2 separate regions of the Anas platyrhynchos genome follow, and region 1 is linked to region 2. Evidence: chromatin contacts called from public Hi-C data. All regions are on one chromosome and are shown on one strand. The core of a region is the stretch at or near the end of the contact, and the rest is flanking DNA. Distances in the headings are between cores, read along the strand shown.

Region 1 (4,100 bases), core at 1,269-3,768, 140 kb after region 2:
ACACTGATTGCCCCCACCCCAAATCCTCATGGGCAGGGGCTTGTGCTTCAAATCATGCGATAGGAAAAAGCTACACGCATCGTCTAAGGAAGAAATGTTGTCAATCATGCAAAGCCATCGGTGCAGTATAAAACAGGGCTTACAACGTTCACCACAAACATTCATGTCCATGACTTTTTGTAGGCAGCTGGAGCTGAGGGGAACTTTTTCCCCGTGCTATCAGAAATTCCAAGAAAACAGGAGCTGGTTTGCCGCTCCTGTGACAGCAACAGGGGGTGGGTGGAGAGTGGGGGCTGTGAACGGAGGAAACCTGAAGGGAGGCGGTGGTGGCACCCAGTGACAAAAAGAGCTGAGCTTCTGTGATTGAAAGCGTGACTCTGGACGGGTGGGACTTTACCAATTTAAACTATGATCAAGCATTTTTATCTCCCCTGGTCAAGCAATGGAATGGGCTTCGGGAGGCTTGTAACATATGGAAATAGACTAAATGTCATTGCTTTGATTTTCATCAAATAGCTTTCTAAACATTTTTTTTTTCTGGTTATTTCTCCTGAAATAAACTTCCTCCCTCAGGCTTACAGCTTTGCTGTGAACACCCTACACACATATTCCGACCCAAGAACTGGGTCTTCAAAACCAGCAGAAAACAGGTAAGATTTCACCCTTCCCGAGTCTCCTACTGACCTGAACTGTGCACACCGCCTGGATCTTTCCTTGAGGGCAGGGATACAGGAGAGGAAAAGTTCACAGACCTGACAAATTTTGCGCTAGGTTTGACGCACGGCCAGGTCCAGAATTCTCCCCCCCTGGGGGCTGGCCTGCTTTATCTCACACACTGGGATTTAACAGGCTATGATGATGAGCAAAAATACCCTACAGATGAGGTGAAATGCTGGGCTTTTCTTTGCTACAGATCCCCAAACACTGCTTAAGCGAGGTCACACAGCCAGCCAACCTGTAAAAAACACGACGAATCCTCAAAATATGACGAAACCTACCTACCAGGTTTCCCCTTTCTGCACACCCCAAGCCCCCCCTGTCCGTGCTGTGCTGAAGAAGGAAGCGCTGCCGGGCAAGTGCCACGGCTGGGACGGGTGACAGGTGACAGTGTCTTAGAGTCATTTGTTAATTGGGAGGGTCATCGGCTTGCGGGAGCCCCCAAGGCATGAACCCCGGGCTGGATGTCTCCCGGCGATGGGTGCGGGCATGGGGAGGCAGCCTCGGGCTGCTGCTGCTGCCTAGCCCCGGCTGGGTGCGGAGGGGACAGGAGGGGACAGGAGGGGACAGAGGAGGGGACGGGACGGGGCAGGGGACGAGCTGGGGCTGAGCAAAGGACGGGACGGGGCAGAGGAGGGGACGGGGTGCCCTCTGCCGGGGCAGCCGCCTGCAGCCGCGCCCGAGAAGCAACGTGTGGGACTGAGGAGGCTGACAGCAGATCCTGGTCTCAAAATTAATGAATAAATAATTTAAAAAAAAAAAAAAAAAAAAAAAAAGTGTGCTGGTGGAAGAAGCCTCTGGAGTGTTACACGGAGACCCCGAGCCCTCCATTTGCTCCTTGCCTGGGCAGAGTTAAACTAAAGAGAAATCTGGGACAGCGCCCGTGCCTCTTCACGGGACACAGCATTTGCACAGGATGCTTTTGTCAGAGCATAGCTCAGGCTCTGTAAAACACCACCAGGTTTTTTCCTCTCTTCTCTCCTCAGAGGTGCCAGATGGAAGGGGACAGCTTATGCTGCTTGTCAGGGCTCCTGAATTTTAATCAGGCAGAGGAGGACAGCGCACAGAGTGCTGCCTTCATACTTGTTCAGCAGGGTACAGAGGGCACCCATGCGGGGTGTGTTTGCATTACTGCTCTCGTGCAGGGTCTCCCTGCGGCTGCCACCTCCTGCTGCATTAAATCCTTCCCTGCACCATGACTGGGAAAGGAACAAAACCGATGCGTGGGGTTTGTACCCAGATATCGCACAGTCAGAGCAGTGTCTAAGAGCGCGTCTGAGGCCACACAAGAGGAAAAGCGCCTGGAACATGGGTTGGTTGGCCCTAAGAGGACTGGGTTTGGGGCCGCCCTTCCTTTTGTTGGTGATGCAATGAACACAATCCCAGGAAAACCATTTTTAATGGGTTCACACCAGTGCCTTCCTCACAACCCCACTGAAAACCCCTCCCAAATCATGAAGGAGTGGACACCCCCGGGGGTCTCAGGGCATGGACAGGACGGGACCGCTACTCCCCACGTCTACATTTGGGGGGGGGGGCACAGCACCGCCCCGGGGCTGCCACAGCCCCCCGAGGGCCTGGCAGGGCCCACCTCAGCGCCCCCCCCAGCGAACTACAACTCCCAAGCTGCACCGCGACAGCCCCGCTCCCCTCCCCTGTCCCTCCGCGATGCACCCTGGGAGTCGTAGTTCCCCTGAACTTACAGGCCTCGCCGCCTATAAGGGCGCCTCAAGGGGAAGGACTCGCCTCCCCGAGATGCAACGCGCCGGGGCGACGCAAAACGCCGCGCGCCGCCGGCGCCGGCCTGAGGCGAGCGGGTGGCGGCCGCCGGCCATGTCGGAGAGCGGCGGCGGCGGCGGGGCCGCGCCGGGCGGGGCGGGCGGAGGGGCGGCGGGAGGGGGGGGGGCAGCGGGAGGCTCGGCCTCCGCCTCAGGGCCCGGAGCCACCGACCCGGCCTCGCTGCCGCCCGGGGACGCGCAGCTCATCGCCATCATCGTGGAGCAGCTGAAGAGCCGCGGCCTCTTCGATGGCTTCCGCAGGGACTGCCTGGCCGACGTGGATACCAAGGTGCGAGGGGGCCTCTCCCCGGGCCTTTGGCTCGGTCTCGAGTTCCTCAGGGGCCGGTTTCAGCGCCAGGCCCGTGCTCAGCCCGCAGCCGGCTCCTGAAGCTGCCCCGGGGGGGCTGCCCAGGCGGAGGGACCCGGCCCTCGGTGTGGCTGCCCCTCTGTTACCGACCCTTTCGTGCATCACCCCGCATTCACACCACATTTGATCTCAAAGTGCTGCCACACACTCCTTGCACAGGACCGTAACCTCAGTGGCCATATGTTCTTGTACGTTTTTTTATTTCCAGTAAACGGGAATTAATCTAAGTTTCCACCTACAAAACCCTTCCAATTTTTAGCTTTGATGTTGGTGTCACAGAAGCAAATCACTTTGGTGATAGCAACACTCGCTAATTACTGGGTTTCCTAGGAATTCCGTGATAGACGGTTTCCAGACAAGAACAATCCTGTATGAACAACTCCTGTCTATGCAGATGGTTTGTATTTCACTAAGTAAAGTTAGGAGCAGACAACAATTTTTAAGCAAATCAGTTATTTCTGTTATTGTAACAGCATGCTGACAGGCTGCTCGGTGCAGTTACCAGTTGTGTTGTTAAGTAAAACAAGCTTACCTTTGTTCAGAAAGTCTGAATACAGACAACGAAACAGGAATGTACACAACAAAAGAAGTACTATGCAGGGTTCTGGCAGCGGGTTGGGGATCTTTTAGCACTTTAACTGGATTTTCTTTTGTTGTTGTTTAGCCAGCCTATCAAAACTTGAGGCAGAAGGTGGACAACTTTGTATCGACCCACCTGGACAAACAGGAATGGAATCCAACAATGAACAAAAACCAGTTACGAAATGGGCTCAGACAGAGTGTGATTCAGTAAGTAAGCACCGGTCTGCAAACCAGTGGTAACGTGATTTGATAAGTAACGTATAACCATCTCGCTACCTGAGTCAAATAAGAATTTGCAGCATTAAGTTTCTCACAGCACCTTCTGTTGCGGTCTCTTGAGTTTTACTGTAGTAGTGGATGCAGTCTTAACTCTCATGGAAAGGCTTATGTTGCTGCTTTACCTGCAATTTGTAGTTTTCATGAGTTGAGGAGCATGGTGAGGTACTCACATTTGCTAGCTAGCCAAGTTATTGCTGCAAAAACCCAGTACTGCCCACTTAGCAAAACTGTACCTGATATGCTGAGTTGAATAACCTTGATCTTCCTTTTCTGAAAGGAGGAGAGCCCGTGGCACTTAAAGAAAAACCTAAAGATTCCAAAGCTTGTTTAAGTAGGCTCCAACCACTAGCAGGCAGTAATGAAACGCGGCTAGCCCG
Region 2 (4,108 bases), core at 492-2,991:
TTCTCCTGTCCATGGGGCTCTGCTGGGAAAGCAGGATCCTAGACTGGCCCACATCAGCCCACTTGTAGCCCCTGCCACAGCGGATGAGGGAACCGCAGCGGTGGGAGCCGAAGCTGTTGACATAAATGTGTGGCACAAGCGGCCTCCCCTGGCTGCAGCCAGGCTCCATCTTTGGCGGACAGGCCGGGAGGGCACTGAGGAGAGCCTGGGGAGGCGGGGGCTGAGGGAATGGGTGCCCAGCCGCTGCGCTGTGGGGTACATGGGCATGGTGTGGAGGCTCGGCAGAGCACCCCTCCTGTCACGCACACAGAAAAATGGTTTCTCACAAAATTCCAGCTGTCCAGGAAGCATTCCCCTGGTTTGATGAGCCTACTACGAGCTGGTTATAACTCACTCCTCAGATGAGATAGCAACCTATTCCACAGGAATGCCTTTGGCCACCATTATAGAATCACGGAGTGGTTTGGATTGGCAGAAACCTTAAGGATTATTTTGTCCAACCCTGCTGCCATGGGCAGGGTCACCTTCCATTAGATCAGGTTGCCCAGGGCCCCATCCAACCTGGCCCTGAACATGTCCAGGGATGGGGCATTCACAGCTTCTCTGGGCAACCCAGTCCACTGCCTCACCACCCTCAGAGTAGAGAATTTCTTTATGTCTAATCTCAATCTACCCTCTTTCAGTAAAGGTTTAGCACAAAGGACACAGCCTGAAGTCATATATTGATGTATTTGATGCAAATTATTGACAATCCAGGCTGAAGGCAGTCCATCTTTGGTGCAATTTCCAGAAGAAGAATAATTGGCACCCCTTTCATGTGGGCCCTTCTATGGTCCTGTGTTAATACCGTGAGTTTTCACACCAGTATATCCCAAACTAACAGCCTACCTGCCAGTGCATGGGTCACGGGTGGGTGGGTTTCCAGCCACCAGCATTTATGGAATCTTAATTAACTGTTGTCATTTTGTCCTTCTAGCAACAGCTGATGAGCATTGTGTGACACCACTACAGCAAGACGTTCCTTGTCAGGCTCTAACGAGATGAGTCCCACTGCAGCACCGTGGTTAGGACATATTGTCAGTGACAAGCAGGATTTCTCAAACAACAGCACACCTCTCATTGATTTTTGCTTTAGCATTGTAATACTGCTCTGTATTATTTCTCAGTGTTTCAGCACCCTTAGCTCTCAGGAGGGAAAGCATTACAAATTAAAGTCCGTGAGAAGACTTGTTCTGACTCACCAACAGGAGCACGTGAATGGCACCAGCAACTTGTCACCCTGGAATCTTCCCCAGCTTTCAGAGACCATAATGCTGAGAGCCCTCAAGGTCTCTGGAGCTGCTGTCCCCTTGTCCCCTTGGCAAGGCAGGGTGCTGTGCAGAAGGACCCCACGAGATGGCAGCCTTACCTACCAAACAAGAGCCTCCCGTGTCCCCGCAGGAACCTGAGATGTAGGCAGGGGAGCCAAGGGGAAGGAAAAACCCACAGCACTCTTCTGCGAAGTATCCCAGGATTTTCAGTTATTTTATACACTGTCGGAAAAAGGCATCTTGTGTATGCAGTTGAAAAAGAGGGAAATAACTTCCAGAAGCTCAGCCTGACAGTTTGCCAGGGTAATTTGTTATGTCCCAATGATAAAAGGACATCTACTGCAGGATCCAAAGCACATGGAATGAAAAGGAGGTTGTAGTTATATAATATAACCACCGAGACTGTGTGTGTTGTCCGTCCCCCCGCCCCCCGCCACACACACACACAGGAGAAAAAAAAAAAAAAAAAAAAAAAAAAAGAAAAAAAAAAAGAGAGAGAGAGAAAAAAAAATGAAAAAAATGAGAGAGAAAAAGAAGGCACCACAGCCTCATGTCTCACTCCTTCCTTTTCAAAGACCTGAGCTGACAGCTTGGCCTAGAGAGGTAGCCAGTGTGTTCAGCTTGGGGGAATGAAGCTCAGAGGGAAACAAACGAATAACTTCATTAAAAACTGATCCCAGCGTACAAAGTTTGTCACGTCCATTAATCACAAAGCCTTGGTTAAGAAAGTGCTTTTTTTGCTGAAATACACAGGTCTCAGTCCACAACCACCCAGAGAACATAAATCCACGCACATAAATCTAAACAGCACCCATTTTCAGTACCTGATTCTTCACACTTTACATGACCACTTGCTGCTGCATGATCCTGACCAGGAGTTCGCTTTGCCACCTGGCTGCTCCTGTCCTGTGGCCCTTTCAGGGCATCGGGGCTGCCACGTCAGTGGGTTTTCGCAGCACCTGTATTTATGGCATATTCTTCCACACAATTTGTGTTTTGTAATACAAATACACATCCCTTTTGTGACGCATTTTGTCTACGTTCCTCAATAGCACATTGCCAGGACTTTGATTCCAAAAGCAAATTCATCTCAGATCCCATGTAAAATCTGTTACTGCTAACAAAAAAAAAAAAAAAAAAAAAGTCTCTGAGAAATCTGCAGAACTGGACACTTCTTCACGCTCCTTTCCACATGTGAACTGACTACCAGCTACTTCTGTGTTTGTTACTTTGAACAAATCTCTCAGCTTTTCACCACATCTTCAACTGTCTAGTTAAAAATACACCCGACTGTAGCTTTCAGTCTGCACCTTGTCATAGTTTGTTTTGTATTCAGATGTCAGCTTCTCCAGCTCAGAACGTGCATTGTTTCCCGCATTCTCTTGTTTCAGTTTTACTTGGTCAAGTATGCATCATCTTCTGCTAACCTCAAATACCATTTTAAAATAACAAAGGTTTGGTGGTAGCATGCCTACAATTTATGCCAAGGAGGAAGGAAAGAGCCAACAGGCCACTGCTGCATGCGCATTTGGTGATTTATCTCATGTCACTCCCCAGCAAAAAGGAAACCCATTCTCGTTTGAGATTTGTTTCTCTGTGAGGATTGTTTGCTGTGGACTGCAAAGAATTACTCAACATAATACTGGCAAGGCAGATTGCTTATTAAATACTACATTATTGTTATCAAGTTCAAATTGTGAATCCATCTAAAATATGAATTTTAACACTCTTAACCAAGATTTTAATGTAGAAAGTATGCTAATTCTGAGAACAGCTACAGACAAACCTTGTTAATTATATCCTCACCAGTAGGACAAACAATTACGGTATCTGTCGTCCTCAAAGAAGACTTAATAAGAGTCGCTGGAGTGAGGTATTTTATTAGAAGGTGGTTACTTTAAAGAACACACTGGAGACCATTTATTAGTATAACTAGGAATCATTATGAAGACAAAACCCACCACTTCTGGTAGATCTAAGCAATGCATTATGCCTTCAGTTTTTGCTTACTTGTAACATTTCATAATTTACAATAGATCTCAGTTAATTATGTAAGCAACAACACAGTGCAGCAGAGGCATAAAATGGCCAGCTGCCATTTTAACACACCTGCATTTCATATTAATGAACCTGCATATCTCAGATTGCCTTACAAACCATGCATGTGGGAATCACTTCATCCGCACCACTCATAAGCAGAGGCATATTTTCCCATTTATCCATGCTGCACATAAAAATATTTAGCACATTATAAACCAAGTTTGTTACACAAAAGCCTGAGCACCCCCTTGAGAGATTTTCAAGTCACTGGGAAGAACCATGGACTTTATAACCAAAACCCAAGTCAATGAGCCTGAAACCCTCGGTTTGGAAGAACTTCATGTTAAGGTATTTAAATAAAGATTCCCAATCTGAAATATAAACTATAGAGTGACTCAAAAAAGGCAAAATGATCACTGCAGTAACGCCAGAGTACAACAGCCTTCTTACTGGAAAAAAACTCGTCCTGGGAATATCACAAAAGTCAGGTAAGGACTTCAGTTTCTCTGATTTTTCTTTTCCATGTCAATGTGCAAACTGCTTTTATTTAATGGTGACACCCTTTGTTTCCAAGTCGGTGATAAGAATACTTTACCTTGTCTCTTTCAAAAGTTAGGCTGCGGGGATTATAATACTGAATGTTACTATTGTAATTCTGGGAAATGTGTACTCAGACCTTCCATGAACAAGCAGATGGAGAAGGTCAGGCCTACCTGAGATAAAACTCCAGATTGTCTTCTCAAAGTGTGGAAGAATAT

What was found. Hi-C and Micro-C count contacts between places; a contact is called where the count stands out from the background.
Region 1: a contact with region 2 is called in a Hi-C map of subcutaneous adipose tissue, with 5 times the contacts expected there. The contact joins the promoter of BOD1 here to the promoter of C14H5orf47 in region 2. A contact is called at or near these places in 6 of 8 Hi-C or Micro-C datasets (F1 follicle, F5 follicle, liver and 2 more).

What each region holds. Positions count from the first base shown.
Region 1 is chr14:10,638,582-10,642,681 of IASCAAS_PekinDuck_T2T, forward strand. BOD1 (biorientation of chromosomes in cell division 1) reads left to right here and starts at 2,519. Exons shown (of 3, transcript XM_027468524.3): 1 at 2,519-2,784; 2 at 3,527-3,651. The coding sequence starts at 2,551.
Region 2 is chr14:10,499,813-10,503,920 of IASCAAS_PekinDuck_T2T, forward strand. It overlaps C14H5orf47 (chromosome 14 C5orf47 homolog), which reads right to left and starts at 1,742. Exons shown (of 5, transcript XR_011803361.1): 1 at 1,242-1,742.